3 separate regions of the Mus musculus genome follow, and regions 1 and 3 are each linked to region 2. The links are chromatin contacts, called in public Micro-C and promoter capture Hi-C maps. All regions are on one chromosome and are shown on one strand. The core of a region is the stretch at or near the end of the contact, and the rest is flanking DNA. Distances in the headings are between cores, read along the strand shown. Region 1 holds the start of Bmp2 (bone morphogenetic protein 2). Region 2 holds the start of Plcb1 (phospholipase C, beta 1). Region 3 holds the start of Lrrn4 (leucine rich repeat neuronal 4).

Region 1 (2,862 bases), core at 114-2,613, 1.2 Mb before region 2:
CTTACACGTCTGAGTGGAGTGTTTTATTGCCGCCTTGTTTGGTGTCTCATGATTCAGAGTGACAACTTCTGCAACACGTTTTAAAAAGGAATACAGTAGCTGATCGCAAATTGCTGGATCTATCCCTTCCTCTCCTTTAATTTCCCTTGTAGACAGCCTTCCTTCAAAAATACCTTATTTGACCTCTACAGCTCTAGAAACAGCCAGGGCCTAATTTCCCTCTGTGGGTTGCTAATCCGATTTAGGTGAACGAACCTAGAGTTATTTTAGCTCCCCGACTGAAAAGCTAGCACACGTGGGTAAAAAAATCATTAAAGCCCCTGCTTCTGGTCTTTCTCGGTCTTTGCTTTGCAAACTGGAAAGATCTGGTTCACAACGTAACGTTATTCACTCTGGTCTTCTACAGGAATGCTCAGCCCATAGTTTTGGGGGTCCTGTGGGTAGCCAGTGGTGGTACTATGAAGGCTCCTGAATGTAGGGAGAAATGGAAAGATTTCAAAAAAGAATCCTGGCTCAGCAGCTTTGGGGACATTTCCAGCTGAGGAAGAAAACTGGCTTGGCCACAGCCAGAGCCTTACTGCTGGAGACCCAGTGGAGAGAGAGGACCAGGCAGAAAATTCAAAGGTCTCAAACCGGAATTGTCTTGTTACCTGACTCTGGAGTAGGTGGGTGTGGAAGGGAAGATAAATATCACAAGTATCGAAGTGATCGCTTCTATAAAGAGAATTTCTATTAACTCTCATTGTCCCCTCACATGGACACACACACACACACACACACACACACACACACATCACTAGAAGGGATGTCCACTTTACAAGTGTGTATCTATGTTCAGAAACCTGTACCCGTATTTTTATAATTTACATAAATAAATACATATAAAATATATGCATCTTTTTATTAGATTCATTTATTTGAATATAAATGTATGAATATTTATAAAATGTAATAATGCACTCAGATGTGTATCGGCTATTTCTCGACATTTTCTTCTCACCATTCAAAACAGAAGCGTTTGCTCACATTTTTGCCAAAATGTCTAATAACTTGTAAGTTCTGTTCTTCTTTTTAATGTGCTCTTACCTAAAAACTTCAAACTCAAGTTGAATATTGGCCCAATGAGGGAACTCAGAGGCCAGTGGACTCTGGATTTGCCCTAGTCTCCCGCAGCTGTGGGCGCGGATCCAGGTCCCGGGGGTCGGCTTCACACTCATCCGGGACGCGACCCCTTAGCGGCCGCGCGCTCGCCCCGCCCCGCTCCACCGCGGCCGCCCCGTAGGGCGCGCCGTCCACACCCCTGCGCGCCGCTCCCGCCCGCCCGGGGATCCCCGGCGCGCTGCGCCTCCGAGGGGGAGGTGTTCGGCCACGGCCGGGAGGGAGCCGGCAGGCGGCGTCTCCTTTAAAAGCCGCGAGCGCCGCGCCACGGCGCCTCCGTCGTCGCCGCCGGAGTCCTCGCCCTGCCGCGCAGAGCCCTGCTCGCACTGCGCCCGCCGCCGCTGCGCTTCCCACAGCCCGCCCGGGATTGGCAGCCCCGGACGTAGCCTCCCCAGGCGACACCAGGCACCGGACGCCCTCCCGGCGAAAGACGCGAGGGTCACCCGCGGCTTCGAGGGACTGGCACGACACGGGTTGGAACTCCAGACTGTGCGCGCCTGGCGCTGTGGCCTCGGCTGTCCGGGAGAAGCTAGAGTCGCGGACCGACGCTAAGAACCGGGAGTCCGGAGCACAGTCTTACCCTCAATGCGGGGCCACTCTGACCCAGGAGTGAGCGCCCAAGGCGAGCGGGCGGAAGAGTGAGTGGACCCCAGGCTGCCACAAAAGACACTTGGCCCGAGGGCTCGGAGCGCGAGGTCACCCGGTTTGGCAACCCGAGACGCGCGGCTGGACTGTCTCGAGAATGAGCCCCAGGACGCCGGGGCGCCGCAGCCGTGCGGGCTCTGCTGGCGAGCGCTGATGGGGGTGCGCCAGAGTCAGGCTGAGGGATGCAGAGTGGCGGCCCGCCCGCCACCCAGATCTTCGCTGCGCCCTTGCCCGGACACGGCATCGCCCACGATGGCTGCCCCGAGCCATGGGTCGCGGCCCAGCTAACGCAGAACGTCCGTCCCTCGCCCGGCGAGTCCCGGAGCCAGCCCCGCGCCCCGCCAGCGCTGGTCCCTGAGGCCGACGACAGCAGCAGCCTTGCCTCAGCCTTCCCTTCCCGTCCCGGCCCCGCACTCCTCCCCCTGCTCGAGGCTGTGTGTCAGCACTTGGCTGGAGACTTCTTGAACTTGCCGGGAGAGTGACTTGGGCTCCCCACTTCGCGCCGGTGTCCTCGCCCGGCGGATCCAGTCTTGCCGCCTCCAGCCCGATCACCTCTCTTCCTCAGCCCGCTGGGCCCACCCCAAGACACAGTTCCCTACAGGGAGAACACCCGGAGAAGGAGGAGGAGGCGAAGAAAAGCAACAGAAGCCCAGTTGCTGCTCCAGGTCCCTCGGACAGAGCTTTTTCCATGTGGAGACTCTCTCAATGGACGTGCCCCCTAGTGCTTCTTAGACGGACTGCGGTCTCCTAAAGGTAGAGGACACGGGCCGGGGACCCGGGGTTGGCTGGCGGGTGACACCGCTTCCCGCCCAACGGCGCAGGGCGCCTGGGAGGACTGGTGGAGTGGAGTGGACGTAAACATACCCTCACCCGGTGCACGTGCAGCGGATCCCTAGAGGGGTTAGGCATTCCAAACCCCAGATCCCTCTGCCTTGCCCACTGGCCTGCGACCTTCCTCCAGCCGGTTCCTCCTCCCCAAGTTTTCGATACATTATAAGGGCTGTTTTGGGCTTTCAAAAAAAAAAATGCAGAAATCCATTTAAAGAGTATGGCCAGTAG
Region 2 (3,199 bases), core at 544-3,043:
ATGAGCTCCAGTTATAAGGGATTATTTTTTTCAATTAGTGATCAATGGGGGAGGTCCCAGCCCATTATGGATGGTGATATCCCTGAGGACTATAAGAAAGCAGGTTGTGCAAGCCATGACGAAGCAAGCCAGTAAGCAGCACTCCTTCATGGCCTCTGCATCAGCAACTCGCTCCAGTTTCTGGCCCTGTCCTGACTTCCTGCAATGATGCATGTAAGCCAAATAAGTCCTGCTCTTCCCAATTTGCTTTTTGGTCATGGTGTTTCATTGCAGCACTAGAACTTGAAAACCAAGTACACAAAGAAAAAAGATTGAAAGCCATCTTTCTCTTCTCTCTCTCTCTCTCTCTCTCTCTCTCTCTCTCTGTGTGTGTGTGTGTGTGTGTGTGTGTGCATGTCCTAGTGTACCAAGGTGTAGGTGTGTAGGTCAGAGGGCAACTTTGAGGAGTCAGTTCTATCCTTCTACCATGTGGAGTTTGAGGATGAAACTCTGGCCATTAGGCTTGCTGGCAAGTGCCTTGACCGTCTAAAACCATTTTACTGGAGTCTCTTCTTCATACTGCTTCTTCTTTTCCAAAACCAACCTTTAGGGCAGTGTTTATTAGAATAAAATTCACTCATTTTATGTGTCTAGTCGTACAAGGTTTGTCAAATGTAAATACGCCGGTACAGAATCTTCCCATCATTCTCAAAGGTTCCCCTTGATGCCAAATTTTGCTCGCTACTGGCCACAGGTACCTGTTCGATCTACTTTCTGTCACCACAGAATACCTGGATTATTTCTACAGACCCTGCAGAGGGCATCTTGTTGCACGCTCTTGTTTGGCTTAAACTTTGTGTGATCATGGATATGTTCTGGAGTCTCTGTCCCTTCTCATCATGGAATAGTTTGGGGAACTTAGAAACTTAACTAAACTTTGTTTTTTTAGTCACCTATTGTTTGACGTTTACAAGTTTCAGTTGCCTTTACCATTGCTGGACAAGTTTCCTTTGGGTATGGTTTCCTTTCTCTTGAGCAAACATCTAGGAGCAGAAGTTTTGGATTGTGTGATACACAAATCTTTAACTTTATTAGTGGTTATTTTCTGAAGTATACTTGCCACTTTATACCCCACCCTCCACCTTTGTGATGGACGGAGATTCTAGATGCTCTACAACCTCTAAAACACTCGACAGTATGAACCTTGTGAGTGAAGATGACATCCCTATACCTATGATTCTATATGACTCCCACCCTGTCCCAGGCCCTGGGCCCCACTCCTTTCATCTTTCTAAGGAATAAAAGCTTTGCTGCCCCCCTCCCCGAGCTTTTTATTTCCTAAACACTGTTTGTGGGCCATCTAGGTTATAGGCTTCAAACTTTCTGGCAGGACAAGTTTTCTCTGGAGTTCTTGAGCTAAACCTCTCAAGTGCTTCTCTATACAAAATAAGAACCCTTTCTTTGAAAAGGCCGGAAAGCACCAGAGAGAAAGAAAGCCTAGGGCTCTCTCCCCGTTCTGCCTCAATGTTCTTCTTTACATACTGGTTAGGATCTGATTAACCACTAACCATATCTTTCCCAGAAAGCCCCCCAAACGCCAGCCTTGGCTAGGGGCACCGGGCATGCTCAGAGGGTGTGCGGCGCAGGCGTCGGCTGCAGTGGGGCCCGGGAGCCGGGAGGTGCCGCTGCGTCCCCGCTTCCCGTTGCTGACCCAGCGCGCAAAGTTGGGCAGGGAGCTGGGGGAGGAGGACCGCGAGCGAGGGTGGCGGAGCAGGGGCGGGAGGAGCGGAGGGAGGAGGGGACCGGAGCGTGTCACTCGCGCGCTCCCTCTGTGCACAGAGGATGTGCTGAATGGTGCGCTTCCAGGCGGCGGCCGAGCAGGATCCAGCGGCGGGCGACTCGCACTGCCCGGCTCTGCTCCTCCGCGTCTCCCGAGGCTCTACAGTCACCGCGGGCTCCAGATCCTGCGTCCCGCCCGGGGCATGGCAGGCTGCTGTACCCTCGCGTGTCGTCCCGCTTACTAAGCGGCGCGGGCCAGAGGTGCGGAGGCCAAGAGGCCGGAGGCCGGCGGGCAGCGAAGCCCAGAGCCTGGTGAATCGAGAGCCAAGCCCGCTCGCGCCCGGAGCTCCGCGTCCCGTCTCCACTGCGCTCGCCCGGGCCGCCCGGAGCCCCGATGAGCCCAGATGGCTGGGGCTCAGCCCGGAGTGCACGCCTTGCAACTCAAGCCCGTGTGCGTGTCCGACAGCCTCAAGAAGGGCACCAAATTCGTCAAGTGGGATGATGTAAGTGAGGGGCGGCGCAGTGGGGTGCGGACCGGGCACCCTAGGGCGGGCTGCGTGGGGGTGGGGCGAGGGGCGCGTTATGCAATGGGGCGCTGGAGCGGGAGCGGGCAGCCTAGGGCGCACAGGTTGCCAGATGCCTGGGTGGGTGGTAGAGGGTGGCAGCTTTCCGCGCGCTCTCCTCCTCCTAGGGGGTTTAGAGTTGACATCTTTGCTGGGTCTGGCCAGCACCTCCTGAGGGACTTAAGTCTTTGGGGCCAGTGGAACCGAAGGGACATGTTTTACCCAGTGACAGGTCCTGAGAGTTTGAAAAGAGCATGAAGTTAGAAGCAGCTGGATAGCGCTGGAGAGTACTAGATGCATCCCCCACCACCTCAGCTAGCTAAGGCATCCTATTACCTCCTTTGCCCTCTTTCAAGAAGTACTAGCTACTATCCAGGTCCCAAACCTTGCAGTTACTGCTAACCCTTGAGCATTTTTTTAAAATGCTGGCCAAGCAGCAGAGGACACAGCAGTACAGCCGACAGGTGGTCGTTGATGCCAAACTTTAGCGCCTGACTGCAGAGTGAGGGGCCTTAGAAAGGGCTGTTGGTGCACACCAGAAACGGATTGGTGAGCAAACTAGTAGCTGTTGGGGCCGAGGAGCGCAGGATGGACTTAGAGACAGGGCCAGGTTTTGAAAAACAAGCTTGCTTAGGTCTTCACTTTGAAATAGACCCACAACTTCACCCTCCGGTTTACTTGCACCCGTTGCTGTATAGGAGAGATCCTGGCCGGCTCCAGGACTTCCTATGACCTCTCCCTTCCCTCCACCCTAGTTACCTTCAGAACACTTGAAGGCTTCTGACAGAAACCTCCAATGGAATGCACATTACCCTATCGATGTGGCTTCCTGGGTGTCATCCAATGGGTTTGATAAGAACCACTCACCCGAATAAACC
Region 3 (2,789 bases), core at 42-2,541, 1.9 Mb before region 2:
GCAGCTCGGGCAGGCGGCCGAGCACAGGCTCGCTAAGGGCGCGCAGCAGGTTGTGGCTGCCATCGAGGCTGCGCAGCGTGCGCGGCAGGCAGCTAGGCAGGCTCTCCAGGCTGCGGTTCGCCAAGTTCAGAGTGGTGACTCCCGCGGCGGGGAGTCCTACACAGAGAGAGTCGGTAGGGTGGCGGTCGAGGCTGTCCCAGTCTCCCTGCTGAGTGAGTCGGAAGAGGGGGATCCGGTCCTGGGAGATCCTTTCCAGGCTCTGGCTCTGCGCCATCAGCAGTTGTAGCAGGAGCTGCAGCAGCTGCAGCATCAGCGTCCACCGCATGTCAAGTCTCTAGGGAAAGACTACAGAGGGCCCATGGTTTCAGAGGAAGCCCCGAACGAAAGGCACACAAAGTTCCTGTAGTGTGTGTGTGTGTCCGGGGAGGAAGTAACCCCCACCCTCATCCCCACCCTCACCCTCGTCCCCACCCCCACCTCGTTTCTGTCAGTGAGCAGGTGGAGACGAGCGTTTTCCTCATCTCTGGTGCAAGATCCATCACACACCTGCTTGTCCTTGCTTTTCCAGCAGGAGTCTTCCCTGTCTTTTCCATGCCTGGCCTGACTCTTCCAAGACCCCCGCCCTCATGCTTCCGTGTGCTCCTTCTCTGAGTTTTCGAGAGAAGGTTGTTTTCTCTTCCTCTGTAACACCCCCCCCCCCACTTCCCCCACCCCAGGTTAAGCAGCTTCGTTCTAACCGTGAACACATCCAGACTAAACCTCTGCTGAGATTAAAAGTATGGACTCAAGGAAGATTTAGTTGTACCTAGAAACCATCATCTGGCTAACTTTTCATAATACAAGGGTCCTGCCACTTCTGGTGTCTCTTTCTTAAGAGAAGCTCAGGGTTGCCTTCAGAAGAAGATAGGAGCCCTAGACACCCGCAAGATTTGGGATCCTGGTCCCAGATAGGTTCTAACAGAAGCCAGCACTGGGTGTCAGCCCTTTGCAGGAGGGATTGATTGCCCAGCCCTGTTAGCTGTGCAGGGCAGGAAGTCACTGTCTGATAGCCCACATTACTGCAGATTCCCACCCTGGCTCCCTGCTGAACACTGATATGAACAGTGAGCCACCATTAAGGCTCCTAGGGCAAGGCTCCCCTCTTAGTAGGGAGTTAAAGTGATGAGAACGTTGCTGGGAATTGGAGCCAGGTGCTAATGTATCCTGTAGTATGCCATACTTACCAGGCAGCTGTCCCAGTGGGATGTGGCGCGCCCTTTTAGGTCCTCAGTCTTTGGAATACTGTAGGAACCAGTGACCTCCCGGGTCAGCTCTGAATGTCAGAGGGAAGAAGCCAGGTTCCCGGCTGCCCCTCCTCCAGCTCCATCCAGGAGGAGCTTGAGACACTCCTGCCCCGAAGCCCCTCCTTCCCCACCAAGAATTCTGTTGTTTTCTATCCCCCTTCCTCCCTCTCGCCTCAGGCCTCTCTTTCCATAGACCTGGCATTCCCAGCTCCAGCCCCACCCCCACTCCTCCCCGTCCTCTTTCTTTGCTAAACTTCTCCCAAGCTTGAGAAAAGAAGCCAGCAGGAAGAGCAGTACTCAGTAAAGCAGCACGCTCACCTCACAGGAATCTTAGTCTCCCTTCTAGGTGATTCCAGCCATCCCAGGCCCACCAGGACGACTGGGAGCATGCTGGGCTATTGTCCTCAGTTCTTTGTATATAGACCCTGGGACCAGAGCCTCCAGTTTTTCCCCCTGTCAGCGCTTATCTTTGGGCATCTCTGAGAAGTCCCAGGAACCTTTCAAACTGGTCTGATGAGATTACTAGTCCCTGGTGGTTTCATTTGATGTCCTCTTTATGCAGTGTCTCAAAGATAAGTGTTTCGGTCTAGGCTGGCTGAGACCTGGTTAGAAGCATTCCTCGGCCTGAGCCAGGTTAAGGGGAGTCTGCTCAGTGCTCTCTGTAGGGAAGCGGCCAGGAGGTCTGGGTCCTGGCCCTGGTGGTAGAAACCCGACACCACTGGTTGATCAGGGAGGGAGGGATGGGTGAGAGGGAGGTGTAGAAGACCAGGAAAAGATGGAAAAGGGAAGGGGATGGAGACTGGCTCCTGTGGCCCAGCCATGAAATCCTCAATGCTTTGGACAGAGTTGCATACCCAAGAATCAAAGCCTCAGACTTCTCTCAATATTAAATATGCTCTGTTCATCCTGGTCAAGCCATTGCCTCCACTGAAGTCAGCATGGGTAGCTGATTTCAGTTGGAGACACCAGATAAGAAGGACCAGAACCCATTAAAATATAAGTACCCTGTTTAGATAGACCACAAGGAGGAAAAGACGTTGTCTTAGTCAGGGTCACTGCTAGATCCCAGGTTCATAAGCATTCTCTCATCGAATCTTCTCAAGGTACTGCCCACAATCCCATGATAAGGAAACCAAAGTCCCGAGTTGACTGGGCTCTGGAGCAGATGATGGGTGAGCCATCTGGGTATTCTGAACCAAAAGGTGTTCTGTTGCTCTCAGTGGACCCAGTGTATTTCCTCGTAAGATAACCGTTCTTAGCTACTCAGATAAATCCATATCACTTAAGACACTAAAATATTTAGAAAGTCTCCTTTTGTCTATGAGCTGACTTCTTGGGCATAGTAGGATGAGGAAGTGCCACTGTATGGCACTTGGGAGCTTTTCAGGGACACCGAAGAACTCTGTTGCAGTCCTTTCTCTTGTAGCACTGCAGGAGCATAGGAAAAGGTGACATACGTGTTTTACCATAGGAGGATGTTGCATGTAATGATTAAAAATCAATCCG

The links. Promoter capture Hi-C pulls out the DNA fragments that hold promoters and counts their contacts. Hi-C and Micro-C count contacts between places; a contact is called where the count stands out from the background.
Region 1: a Micro-C map of embryonic stem cells shows a contact between it and region 2, with 4 times the contacts expected there. The contact joins the promoter of Bmp2 here to the promoter of Plcb1 in region 2. A contact is called at or near these places in 5 of 39 promoter capture datasets (the C10 cell line, cranial neural crest, hippocampal neurons and 2 more), 2 of 484 Hi-C or Micro-C datasets (embryonic stem cells and palatal mesenchyme) and 3 of 115 datasets of contacts at active chromatin or transcription factors (astrocytes, embryonic forebrain and stem cell-derived neural progenitor cells).
Region 3: a contact with region 2 is called in a promoter capture Hi-C map of embryonic stem cells, with 3 times the contacts expected there. The contact joins the promoter of Lrrn4 here to the promoter of Plcb1 in region 2. A contact is called at or near these places in 2 of 39 promoter capture datasets (embryonic stem cells and hippocampal neurons).

The regions. Positions count from the first base shown.
Region 1 is chr2:133,550,796-133,553,657 of GRCm38.p6, forward strand. It overlaps Bmp2 (bone morphogenetic protein 2), which reads left to right and starts at 1,364. Exons shown (of 3, transcript NM_007553.3): 1 at 1,364-2,556. RefSeq lists promoters at 1-2,329, 1,326-1,524, 2,014-2,329 and a cis regulatory region at 342-352.
Region 2 is chr2:134,784,371-134,787,569 of GRCm38.p6, forward strand. It overlaps Plcb1 (phospholipase C, beta 1), which reads left to right and starts at 1,794. Exons shown (of 32, transcript NM_001145830.1): 1 at 1,794-2,261. The coding sequence starts at 2,163.
Region 3 is chr2:132,879,571-132,882,359 of GRCm38.p6, forward strand. Lrrn4 (leucine rich repeat neuronal 4) reads right to left here and starts at 1,292. Exons shown (of 5, transcript NM_177303.4): 1 at 1,224-1,292; 2 at 1-345. The coding sequence starts at 325.